Linked DNA regions of Anas platyrhynchos: region 1 is linked to region 2. The links are chromatin contacts, called in public Hi-C maps. All regions are on one chromosome and are shown on one strand. The core of a region is the stretch at or near the end of the contact, and the rest is flanking DNA. Distances in the headings are between cores, read along the strand shown. Region 1 holds the start of TSPAN3 (tetraspanin 3). Region 2 overlaps PSTPIP1 (proline-serine-threonine phosphatase interacting protein 1).

Region 1 (6,253 bases), core at 1,097-3,596, 57 kb before region 2:
AAACCTCCCCTTGTGCAACTTTAGTCCATTCCCACTCATTTTATCACCAGGCAAGTGAGCTCAACGCTAGAGCCGTTTCAGACATCCCTTCAGGTTTTTGTTTCATATTTTGTGTTTTATACTCGTTGTTTCCATGGTCTTTTCAGGATGCCTCCAATGCTCGGGTGTCCAGCTGCACGTCAAGGACATCCCCGGCTCCCAGGGACAGTTCCCAGGCCGCAGACCGACCTCCTGGCCAGGACCCCAGCCTGGCAGACATGGCTCCTGTCAGCGTGGAGCAGCCATCTCACCTCAGCCTTGTCCCACAACCGTCAGGTGACGTCTGTCAGTGCTGCCATCAGGGGCACCCCGAGACCCTTGTGATGTAACTACAGAGTCACCGTCACCCTACGGCCTCCAAAAGGTGGCTGGCTATAAAAGCCCTGAGTGGCATGCCTGCGGCCAGTACAGCTTGTGGCTGTATAGCTCGAGGTGCCATTGCTGGAAGACGAGAGGCATAGGTGTTGCGTGAAGCACACACGAAGCCATTCTTCTATCAGAAGCAGAGCTGCCGTTATTAATAGCATTGGTTGTAGTCCATACGAAGAACATTTACTGCTCTAGTACTCTAGACAACTTGGCTGAACCTAGAAAGCTAATGTGGATTTGCTGCTAGAATGTTTTCTTCCTGCTTCTTTCTGTAGTAGTCCTGCTCGTGGCATGCGAGGTGCTGAGGTCCAGCCAGGGAGTCGTGAAGCGTCGAGATCGTGCCGGCGACCCGCAGGGGAGGTGCTGAAGACCGGAGTCTGCTGACAACCACCCGGCACCGGGGCACCTTCCCACACAAGACCATCTTGACGCCGGGGCAGCTGCAAGGACAATGAACCAGCAACAGCGGGAGCAGCCAGACGAGGAGGCCCCTGGGGACGAGACATGCGCCATCTGTCTGGGCCAGCTGTCCGACGCGTCTCGGATGCACCCCTGCGGGCACTGCTTCTGCCGGCAGTGCATCCAGCCCTGGGCCACTCAGAGGTTCACCTGCCCAATGTGCCATGGGCGTATTGAGGCCATCGAGCGCTTGGAGCCACGCGCCCAACGCGACGCCTCAACCCGCCAAAGACTGGAGCGCAACATGGGGATGACGTGACAGCAGCAGTGGTAGAGGAGCCCCAACTACTGCTCCCGCAGTGCCTCGCCCCGGCAAGCCCCTTTGAAGAACAGGGGATGGTCCGAAGGCACTCTGGGCACAGACTGAACGAGGACGTCTGGTACGACGACCTCAATGACGTCTCCTGGCTGCGTCGGGTCCAAGAAGAGGATCCGGGATCTGGCGACCACGCGGGCTGCCGGGCCCATTCCTGGATCTGAAAGGACCTCAGCTGGGGGTTGGCTGGGGGTGGCAGCCACAATTACCCACCTATTAAATTAGGACTTTTCCACCCTACAAAGCCTCTGCCTGCACTTCTTCCTGCATAGGTCAGCGGGAGGCTGAACGCAGCCCTCTCCTGCTGTCCGCACCACAAAGTGGTTTGGGGATGTCGGCTGTTGACGGGGAATGGCTGTGGGAGGCGGGTCCCCAAGTGAGACTTGGGGACAAGAAGTCATCATGGGAATGGGAGAGTGGTGGGGATGGGAGCAGCACCAAAGGTGACCTGGCCCGACTGGGAAAAAGGCTGACAGCAAAAGTCTCCTAAAAGCCTGGCAGCAGAGAATGCCTGCCAGCTGGGGAACCGGGCCTGGCAACCTGCAGCATCCTTGGAAAGCGCTTGGAAGGTTCCTCATGGGAAAACACGTCAAGCTTCACCTTTACACACACTGTTGATAGCAGGATAGTTAGCAAGGCAACCCAGCCAGGGAGATCCTGACAGCGGTCATTTAGGAAGAGATGTCTCAGGCTGCTTCTCCTGTTGGGACAGAGCTTAGCTTTTGTGTCCCAGCGCTCTCAGCACTGTTCTGAGAGGTTAAGCAGCACTCAGGGCGCAGCTGTAATTCCTGAAACGTTTACTTTTAGCTCAACTGAGATTTGTAGGTAGTCCCTGAAACTGTCCATACCTCTGACTGGGGCAATCTTTGAGCGCTTTTTTTTTTCTTTTTTCCTCACAATCTAAACATCCACTGAAAGAAGTCATTATTTGCACGGGGGATTTCCAAGGGCCACTTCAGCCTAAGCTGCTAATGGGGCTGACAAAGCGCGTCCCTTTTCCAAAGGGACGGCGAAAGCTGACCAGAGCTCTCGCGTCAGGCACCTCGCGGCTGCAGGCCGCAGGCTCCTTTAAGGGGGAGCGGTCGCCATCTTAGGTTCCCCCGCCCCCCTCCCGCCACGTGACGCAGCCGGCCGCCATCTTAGGCTCCGCAAGCCACTGCCTCGGCTTGCCCGGGTCACGTGGGGGCGGGGCCGGCGGCGGAGCGGAGCCGAGGGGCGCGGAGCGGGGCCGGGGGCTGAGGGGCGGCGGCGGCGGCGCCATGGGGCAGTGCGGCATCACCTCCTCCAAAACCGTCCTGGTCTTCCTCAACCTCATCTTCTGGGTGAGTCTGGGCGCCTCCGGGGCCGGGGGGAGCTGCTGCGGGGAGGGGGGAGGCCTTGGGCCTGGGCCGGGGCGCCGCGGGCCGGGGGCCCTGAGGGGGCCGCGTCTCTTGGGCGCCGTCCCGGCCTCGGTAAGGGGCGGCTGGGAGCGGCCCCGTGCCGCTGTGCCCGTGCCGTGGTTGGGTCAAGGCCGTGTGGCAGGCGCTTCGTGCCCTCTCCTTGGGGACCTGTGCCGGAGCGCTGTGCGCAGCCCGTCCCTGCCGAGCCGCCCTCGCCTCCGAAGTTGAGAGGTGGAGGGAGCCTCGGCAGCCTGGCAGCGAGGGTGTAAAGAACACGAGAGACGCTTGTGTAACTGAATGCACCTTGAGCCGCGTTATTGAGGCTTTCAGGACTGCCGGCTTAGACTTTAAAGAGCTGTTACAGCCACCTAGCTTTTGGCCTTCTACCTAACACGACTGTTCTAAGTACTTAGTGGTAACTATGTAGTATGTTGCTTTTTTTTTTTGTTTCCCCAGCGGTTTAGGACAGCTCTGTGATACACATGTAACTTAATAGTCTAACAGCGAGTCTTGTGGTTTGTTTCTTCCAGTGAGCACAGCTGCATCGTGCTATTTACACATTGCTTAAACCTGCCGCAACTACAGCCAGCAAGACAACCCTGTAAGCTGGCTGTGCTGGCTTGGTGCAACAGTAGGCTGCTGTAAACCCCTTTCTGAGGATGAACTTAACATGACAAGCTGTAATTTGACATCTTACTCACTGTCACAAGTGCCCTCTCAGAACAACGTGCATAAATGAAACCACATTTAAGGCTGTCTGTGTATTTTAAGAATTCCTTTTCTGGTTTTAGATCCTGTGTTTCTCATCCTGTAATCCCAGCTCCAGGAACAGAAGATTTGTTGTCCCAGCTGCTCAAAGATTTCAGCTTTGAAAAAGGGATAGTGGGTAACAAGATATTAGAACATAAAAAAGTAGCTATATTTAGCAGAATAGCTAATAGTGAAAGCCATATGAAAGCTAACAAATGTTAGAGGATAAATGTTCTTGTCTAAATTTTTACAAAGGAATGTCTCTCTTGGGTGCCTAAACACGAATCATGGTCAGGCAAAATGCATGCCTGTGCAGTCTCACTGACATCTGTGTATACAGCTGTTCAGAGACATGAACAGTAAGTGTGAGGCATATTTGACTTTAAGTGGAGCATGTTAGGAATAGCTCGTTTTCACTAAGGTGTATTAGCTCCGTTATTTACCTTTGAAGTATCATGTAGCTGCATCAATCTTTTAGCACAGCCATTTGTTTGGAATCTGCTCTGAAGGGTGTGGCTTTTTGTTATGTGCAAATGGCATTAAAAAAAGGTAATTTGGTGGCTGCTACAGAATACTTAGTTTTTCACAGGAAATGTAGGTAGTCGAAGTTGCATCTTGAAGTGGTGTTTTTTTCACCTTGGTTGCTGGTTTATATTAGATTGTGTCTAATAAATGAATGCGTTCTGCATGCAATTTCTCATCCACCCCCCCAAACTTTAGTGAGTTTTCATGTTTTATAAATTTGAAAAGTATTGCTTGCTATTTGCTGGGTTTAATAATTTAATTGCAAGTGCAGTTATCCAGCTTAAACAGAGATAAGTGCAGAAGTTATTTTGTGTAATGCTGAATGGAGTGCTTTTCCATTTTTAATGGCTTTAGTTTTGAGACAAACTTGATTTGGGACAGATTGTATTTAGATACAAAGTACGTCATGTCAAATTAAAATGCCATTGATGTATTCTGCAAACCATAAGTGACAAGTCAGCTTATGCGGATAGTTTTCTGACAGGCAAGCAGCTGGAACAGCCATACTGCTAAGTTGCATGTAGAATGATAAAAGCATGTTTCCTAAAAAGTGAAAATCACAAAATCCGTATTTTGCCTCTTTAGCCAAGCTACATGCTAAAAATAGGAAAAGAATTCATTTGTCTTTCTTGCATACTTTGAGCAAAAGTAGCACATCTTCATTTTAAATAGCAGAAGAGAAAGGAAGCATTTGAATTCTTGATCTAGCATGTTTCATTTGGTGTTTGAGCTGAATGTCTATGTTGCATTGTCAACTAGATGGTCACTAAACATTAATTGCTTCTGTGCTGTTACAGAAATCTTTTGATTGTCATTTATACATAGTTCCAGTTCTGGTAATTAGATCATTAAGATTTGCAGTGAGACTTATGACAATAATCAATAGCCTATAATTTGTCAAGTAACTCCGAAACCTCATTTAATTTCCTTTATAAACTTAATATGTCTCTTTAGAGTTTCATATATAAATCTCATCACCATGATCATCGTCATCTTCATGGTCTGTAGATATATCAAGTTGCTTCTGCATTTAAATTTAAGATTATTTTGATGAAGTCATTGAAAGATCTGTTAGACTAGCCAGGCAAATCAGGATTCAAGGAGTGTTTGGATAATGCTTTTAGAAATACGGTTTGATCCTTTTTTGGGAGTGATCCTGTGTGGAGCCAGAAGTTGGACTTGATTCTTGTGTGTCCCTTTCAACTCAGGATATTTTATCATTATATGATTGTAACTTCTTCTCCCTTACCATGAGTCTGAAATTTGTGGGAGGGTGTGAATGTTCAGAATGCTTTTATAGTTGAGTCTTATGAATGTGAGATGCTCAGAAAATTACCACTTCTGCTGCCTGAAGAAAAAGCAGAGACTTCTCTTGTTATGCTCTGTAGTCTAGAATGCAGCTTGTTAAAAATAATAATGATGATATGCATTCTGAGTTCATGACTACTAAACATGTTGGTCCTTTTTTTCCTTTAGTTCTATTTTCTATGTTATGTTTAACTTGATGGGCTGTTAGTCTAGAAGAGAGTTGGGAAATTGCTTAGTATCAGCTGTTGTTTGGATACTGTGAACCTAATGATATATAGATGAGAAAATCTAAGATATCTACCGTAAGTCTTCAAGTATTTTTGATGCTATTATCAGTTGATCTCTGCCATCCATAAGGTAATTTGTAGTTGTGGGGTATGAAGTGCTATGGCTGTTACCAGAAAGGCCTGTGTTACTGCTGCTTACTTGGGCAGGCCTCAGTGTTCATTTAACTTTGCGATTAACTGCTTTAGTCCTGTTTCCAGGAGAAAACTAATCCTTGGAAAAGCTGGGCATGAACTTAAGTGTATTTAATTCGATGATCCTGGTTGAACAGCTATCAAATGAACACAGTGATATAAGGTAAGGGCAAGAAACAAGAGAAAGCTTAGGAGCACAGCACTGTGGAACCACACATCTAAGCAACAGCTAGATCTGTTAGATCGGTATGACAGCAGTGTCAAAAAACACCTCAGTTTTGAAGAAGTGTTTAAGAACAGAAGAAGCAGCTTAAATTGTGATGCTTTCTTATATCTAAAGATTGTTGGTTTGTTCTACTGTTTTGTTGATGGAACTTCTGCTTGTGTGAAGCCACAATACTATTCCTATTCAGTATGAATCTATTGCAGTGTGCTCTGAGATGTTTACCTCGGGCTTCTGAGTATGTATTGCAGTAGCTCACATCATTTCTTTTAATTCAGAAGTTCTCAGATGGTACCGTTTGGTAATGTCTAGGGTTTAGAAATACTGGCAACAAGAAAAAACATGAAGTTTTGTTTGTGCAGGTATGATTTCATATTAACAAATCCTGCAGTTGACAAGGCTGTTTCTGTAAAATTAATACAGAAAAGCATGTTGGCAATAGCAAGTTCTTTTTGCTGCTACAAAT
Region 2 (5,660 bases), core at 2,291-4,790:
ATTTTTGCTTTCTGCAATATGATTTCCATGACATAATCTGGTCAACACTGGGAAGACAGCGCTGAATTTTCTTTTATGGCTTTAACTGTGGTGTGCCCAGCCATGTGTGACAGTGAGATATGCTCCTATTTGGCAGGGGCTGGCTCTCTTCAGTGGGACTTCTGGTCCTTTGATCTTTATATTCTGCTCAAGCAAAACTCCCTCCAGGGCCACCCAGAGGCTTGCTTGACATCAGGCTGAACAGCACAGTCCTGAAAGCAGCTACAGCAGAGCCAGCACAAACACTAAATAGTGTTTTGTGAGATCACCACAAATACTGACACCTCCTAGCATGTCTGATGTTGGCTTCCTCACAGCCAATGCTAGACAGAGAGAACAGCTTGCAATGGGGTCCTGACACTCCAAAGGAGATTTTACCTTTTCCCCAGGCCCCTATAACAGTTCCCATTTGAGTATTAAGCTTATCGTTTTCAAAAGGAGAGAGAAGCTCTCTCTTTGTGGATCCCAGTAGTGAAGTGTGGGTGTGGGAGAGGAATGCAGATGACTGAGGTGCACACTGTCTGTATTTGCATGCGTAATTTGCTTTATCGGATTGTTGTGAACTTCAGAGCTCAGTAGCAGCACAGTCAGAAGCAGAGCTGGTTTTACCCACTCTCGTATTCGGTTCTGTGCTGCTCCAAGTTCCTGTGTGTCTGGGTTGTAGATACGAGTTTTGTTGCATTGGACACTGCCCATATATATTTTCATTTGTTTGAAATTGGCAAAGGACTGCATATTTGATTTTTACTGCTCCTTAAGTCATTGTTTTCAGTGTTAAGTGACTGTCAGCTCTTTGTCTTCAAGCCTGTGGAACCAGAGGAGTAAGTGACCACTTGTCTCTGTGAAGAGCTGCTTTTTCAAGTGACTTGGAGCTGAATAAGACCCTAGAGGATGAAAAAGCCTTAAATATACTCTGATTTTTATTATATAACATCAGCTAGATGCTATTCCCAGTATCTGTAATTCAGCATGTATGCTGCATTCAGCATAACATTCATTTTATGAATTTAAAATGATTTTGTGATAATTTATGATCATAAATTATTAATTACGATCATTTATGATTTTAGATGTTTGTGTTTATTTTAGTGCATGTTAGAGATCATGCAGGATCATGCCATAGCAAGGTACTTAGTGCAGGTATAAAAAGAGGAAAGGAGGGATTAAGTTCTTATGGGGATAAGAATAGTATCTGCAGTTACACAGAGACAGTGGAAGTGACTAAAGCTTCTGTTTCCTGAGTTCAGAGAATTACTTAACTTGTAGCTGGGCTCAGAAAGTCGTTCCTCCACAGTCTAGTACATGGAGTGAACAGGACACGCTGGGCACATTTTATCATCTTTTGCACTATTCCCAGTCTATGGCTGGAGGCAGGTCATCAGTATGGCCCGCTGACCCAACATGGTTCCAAGTTTTGCTGATTCCTCACCTTTTTTCTTTGCTCCTTCTGTCTTTCTCGGAACTCCTCTATTCCTTTCAGTTCATCCCTCAGCATGACTGCCAGCTGGATGTGAGAATTTCCAACGCTTTCAATTTCTAAAGCAGATCAGAATTGATATGCAGTCAGCGGTAAGGTCTTTAAATGTAAAGTCACGTTTTTCAGGAGATATTTCTGAGATGTGGACACTGTACAATTTGCCACGAGCAAAGCAGCCTTTAAAAAAAAAAAAGTGCATGCAGAAACACAGGGAGCCTGACATTGCTGAGGATTCACACAACCTGAACAGGGCTTATTGCAGGTCCTCTCAATGCTTGCACATACATGGGCACAACAGCTTGCTGCAGAACTGGAGCACCCACTCAGAGCAGCCTTGGCAAATGCAGAGGCTGGCTGAGTTTCTTCACAGCCCCATTTACCCCAGCCATAGGTGTTGTGGGGTGAGGGAAGGAGGGAACTGATGCCCATCGTCCCCTTGGAGTCTGCCTTTCCCCCTTCTATGGCACTGGATATTCCATTTGCCTCCAGCCTTGCACAACCATCATCAGAGGTGGTTGCAAGCTGAGGATTTTCAAGGGCCAGCTAAGGTGGGCTGAATTTCAGGCCACCTGGCTGATGCTCTTGGAAGTGGCTGGTTAACATCTCTGCATTTGTCAGCTTTGGTGGCTCTGAAATGGAGCCCTGCATTTTCCAAAACTTATAGACTCACAGAATGGTTTGGGTTGGAAGGGACCTTGAAGATCACCTACTTCCACCCCCCCGCCATGGGCAGGGACACCTCCCACCAGCCCAGGCTGCCCAAAGCCCCATCCAGCCTGGCCTTAAATGCGTCCAGGGATGGGGCAGCCACAGCTTCTCTGGGCAGCCTGTGCCAGTGCCTCACTGCCCTCAGAGTAAAGAATTTCTTCCTTATATCTAATCTAAATCTACCCTTTTTTAGTTTAAAACCATTACCCCTTGTCCTGTCCATACACTCTCTGGTAGAGTCCCTCTCCAGCTTTTTGTAGGCCCCTTTTTGATACTGAAAGACCGCTGTAAGGTCTCCCTGGAGCCTGTTGAACTCCCCCACCCAAGCTCTAAGAATACCTTAATTCACCAGCTGCTTTTCTAAGGGTGTTGTTATCCCAAACACAGGTGCCAGTACCCAGGTGCAGGGTCCTATTGGCTATGGTGGTGCTCTTCCTGTGTGAAAGGTTTTAGCTCGGCCTTGGGCACAGTAAGCAAGCACACTGTTTTGATGTTAGTGGTTTGTAGAGCTGGGAACACTGCTAATGTTATGTGATTTTATCCAGGTAGGACCAGATTGAGGAACAAGTGATTTTCTGTGCCTCCAGAGATTGGATTTGATGCCCAGCTTTGGAGAAGGACTCTAATGAGTGCCCTTTCCCTCCACTCTCCCCACTATGGACAGGGACAGAAACGTTAGAAGTGTGAGGGGGAAGAGAAGGAAAAACCCCAGAGAGGGCAAGCACAATCACGTGTCTGTCTTAACCCAGGTCAGAAAGAAAGATGTAAATACTTACGTTGCTTAAGCCTCTCAAATGCTGCCTTCAGCGTGCTGTGAGACAAAAACAAGTGTGCTTTGTTAACATAGGCTTCGAAGGGTGGATTGTGAATCTAGAGGAAAAACTTTCCCTCAAACAAAAGATCCACCCAGGAAAAAAAGCTCTTAATAGTCCTGTGATAAAAATTGCCCATGCTAAGAGACACAATAGCATCAATCTGTTACCACTAGGAAACGCAATAAAATGCTCCATGAAGCAAAGAATTGCAGTGCTCCTTATGTGCACCCTCTTTTTTAATCTGTATCTGTAACTGAGCGCTAACAGACATCTCTCTGTTCTTGCATGTTGCCAACGGATGCAAGTCAACTGAGTGAAATAAAGATGGTCAAGGGAAATTGGGTTTCAGAGCGCTAGCCCGAAGGGTAGGGAGAAGCCAGCCCCGCCTTCTGTGTTGAATGCAGCACCAGCAAATTTTTCCTACTTGGTCACCCTTGAAGCCGGAGCAGCTCCGCTGTGCAGCATCTCCGTCCTGCGCTTTCCTAGCACCCCCGTGTGGTGCAGCTCGCCGTCCTTGGAAGGACACGAGGCGCTGAGAGCTGTGAGAGTGTTGCTCACAGGGGCCCCGACCATCCCAGAAGCACAACATGAATAACCCGTGCTGTAAAATGAGGCCTCAGGCTGTGATATACAGCGTGGAGGTGACCAGAAGCTGGCACTGCTCCTCCGGTGGACCCGCGCGTCGAGGAGAGCAGTCCTGCAGTGGGGAGTTGCAGGAGGATGCAAAGGGGTAATGGTAGTTCACCTGATGTCCTGTTTTTTGGTGAACCGGAGTCCTTTTAGAAAGCAGCAGAAAGACCAGTATAGAGGTGACAAGAGAGGAAAGAGCACAGTCTGTAAGGGGCCTTTTCAACTTAATCAGCTCTAGCTCCGAGTTCGCAGGCTGGAAGGACATTTGCATATACAGAAGCCAAGACAGTGGGTGTGGTGATTTTGAGGTTTTTCAGAGGCAAGGAGGGAAAGAGCTCTGGGCTCTCCAGAGTGTGCCCAGCTGCCCCAGACAGGAGGCCAGGGGAAAAGCCTCCAAAATCTCCTTGGCTGAAGCCTGGCTACTGGGAGAGCCCAGCAGAGGATGCGGATCACTCCTCAGCCATGTGTGACTGCAGATGGGGAGGGAAATCCTGCATCTCCTGGGTGTTCCAGGAGGCTTAGGAGATGTGTGAAGCGTCCTAATTGCCCTGTGTTAATTTATGTGGACATCTGTTTCCTAATCAAAGCTGGTTGTCCAAGTAGCAAGACCACATTACCAGGCAGAAGAAAAGTGCACAGAGGATGGGAAAGACTGGGACTGTCCCCAGTGATTGCTGCCCTGCAATGTGCTTCCAAATCTAGCTTCGTATCTGTCCGTGGAAATATAAGGAAAAGGCTTTCAGCCAGAAAACATGTGTATTCATCTACTTGTTGGACTCTTTCAGTATCTTCTCAAGAAAATAACTATGGTAAACTAATTTATTTTTTTTGGTGGCAGATTATCATCCTCACAATATTCAGTCATTTTGAAGGTTCAGTCACCTTTCCTTCTGTACCCTTGTTCACACAAAGTGAGTCTGGAGTGGAAACTTTGATGGAAACTCAATTTTCATAACACAATGGAAAAAAACAGGATTAATTACAGCTCATTTAATTAAAAACTTGAAATCAAAAACCAAGTTGAATATCAGTAGCTGAGTTAGCTTTTCCCCTGCTAAAAGTTCTAAAGGATTATTTTGAAAACTTAAGCTAATTTTATTCCATAAGTATATTTTTCCTTTTTTTTTTTTTTTTTATTACAGACTGTCCAATGGGATGTGGGAAATATGCTAGCAACTTCGTGCTAGAAATAGGTAAATACTGACATTTTAAAAACAGAGGACACTTGCAAATTGCACGCACTGTTTTTGTGTGACATATTAATCTGTTTTTCAGAGATTTTTTCATCAATATTGGTGATTTGAATTATGGCAAGGCTGAAAAAGCTGCTGTAATGGATACTGAAAAAAAAAAATCATTATCAATACATATCCAGGACAAAAGCATTTTGCTGCTTATTTTGTTTTCCAGACATCAGAGCTACCAGAGTAGATCATGATAAGCCATACAGGAAGCTTCTCTCATTTTTGCTGGCTTTCTGTAAGGTGGTTTTGCTGGTTTTCTGGTATAATAACGCACCTGGCTATGAGCTGGGGACACCCATTTGCCCCCACATGGTCTTTAGTTGCTATTTCAGAAATAGCAACTAAGCTAAGTGGCCTTTTGCTCCTGGCATAAAAGATCTGCACAGGCAGTTCCTTAGCTGCTGGTTAGGGCAAGGCCACAGTCCCTAAGAAGACAGAAATAGATTTAAGCCATTTCCTTCCCCATTTTTATATTAACGTTCTGAAATCAGTGAATCAGATCTTTCATCCCTGTGGCACTTGGAGTAGCAACCATGTTGTTGTGCTAGCTGATGTGGGGGGGAGGACAAGTAAATCAAATCTTGACCCACAGATCCTTCAGGTATTCCTCTATGCTTTCTGGGCTGCAGGGATGTGCTGGCTGCAGCAGCAGCAATCCTACAGAAAAGTTTTTTTCTCTGCTGCTAGATGCTCAGATTATGCCAGTGAAATATATAATGTCAGCACTTTGGAGAGTTTCCTGGAAGC

What was found. A called contact is a pair of places that touch in the nucleus more often than the background predicts.
Region 1: a contact with region 2 is called in a Hi-C map of F5 follicle, with 2.6 times the contacts expected there. The contact joins the promoter of TSPAN3 here to the enhancer-like site in region 2. A contact is called at or near these places in 6 of 8 Hi-C or Micro-C datasets (F1 follicle, F5 follicle, skeletal muscle and 2 more).

The regions. Positions count from the first base shown.
Region 1 is chr11:11,965,345-11,971,597 of IASCAAS_PekinDuck_T2T, reverse strand. TSPAN3 (tetraspanin 3) reads left to right here and starts at 2,346. Exons shown (of 7, transcript XM_027465609.1): 1 at 2,346-2,505. The coding sequence starts at 2,443.
Region 2 is chr11:11,910,136-11,915,795 of IASCAAS_PekinDuck_T2T, reverse strand. PSTPIP1 (proline-serine-threonine phosphatase interacting protein 1) reads right to left here. Exons shown (of 15, transcript XM_005025076.6): 4 at 3,001-3,035; 5 at 1,469-1,575. Among named protein-coding and RNA genes, the nearest start is that of PSTPIP1, 32 kb to the right of the region's middle. Within about 2 kb of position 3,540, at least 3 of the 8 cell types and tissues checked have an H3K27ac peak or open chromatin away from gene starts, as enhancers often do. A contact at or near this core is called in F5 follicle and subcutaneous adipose tissue, where this site is marked.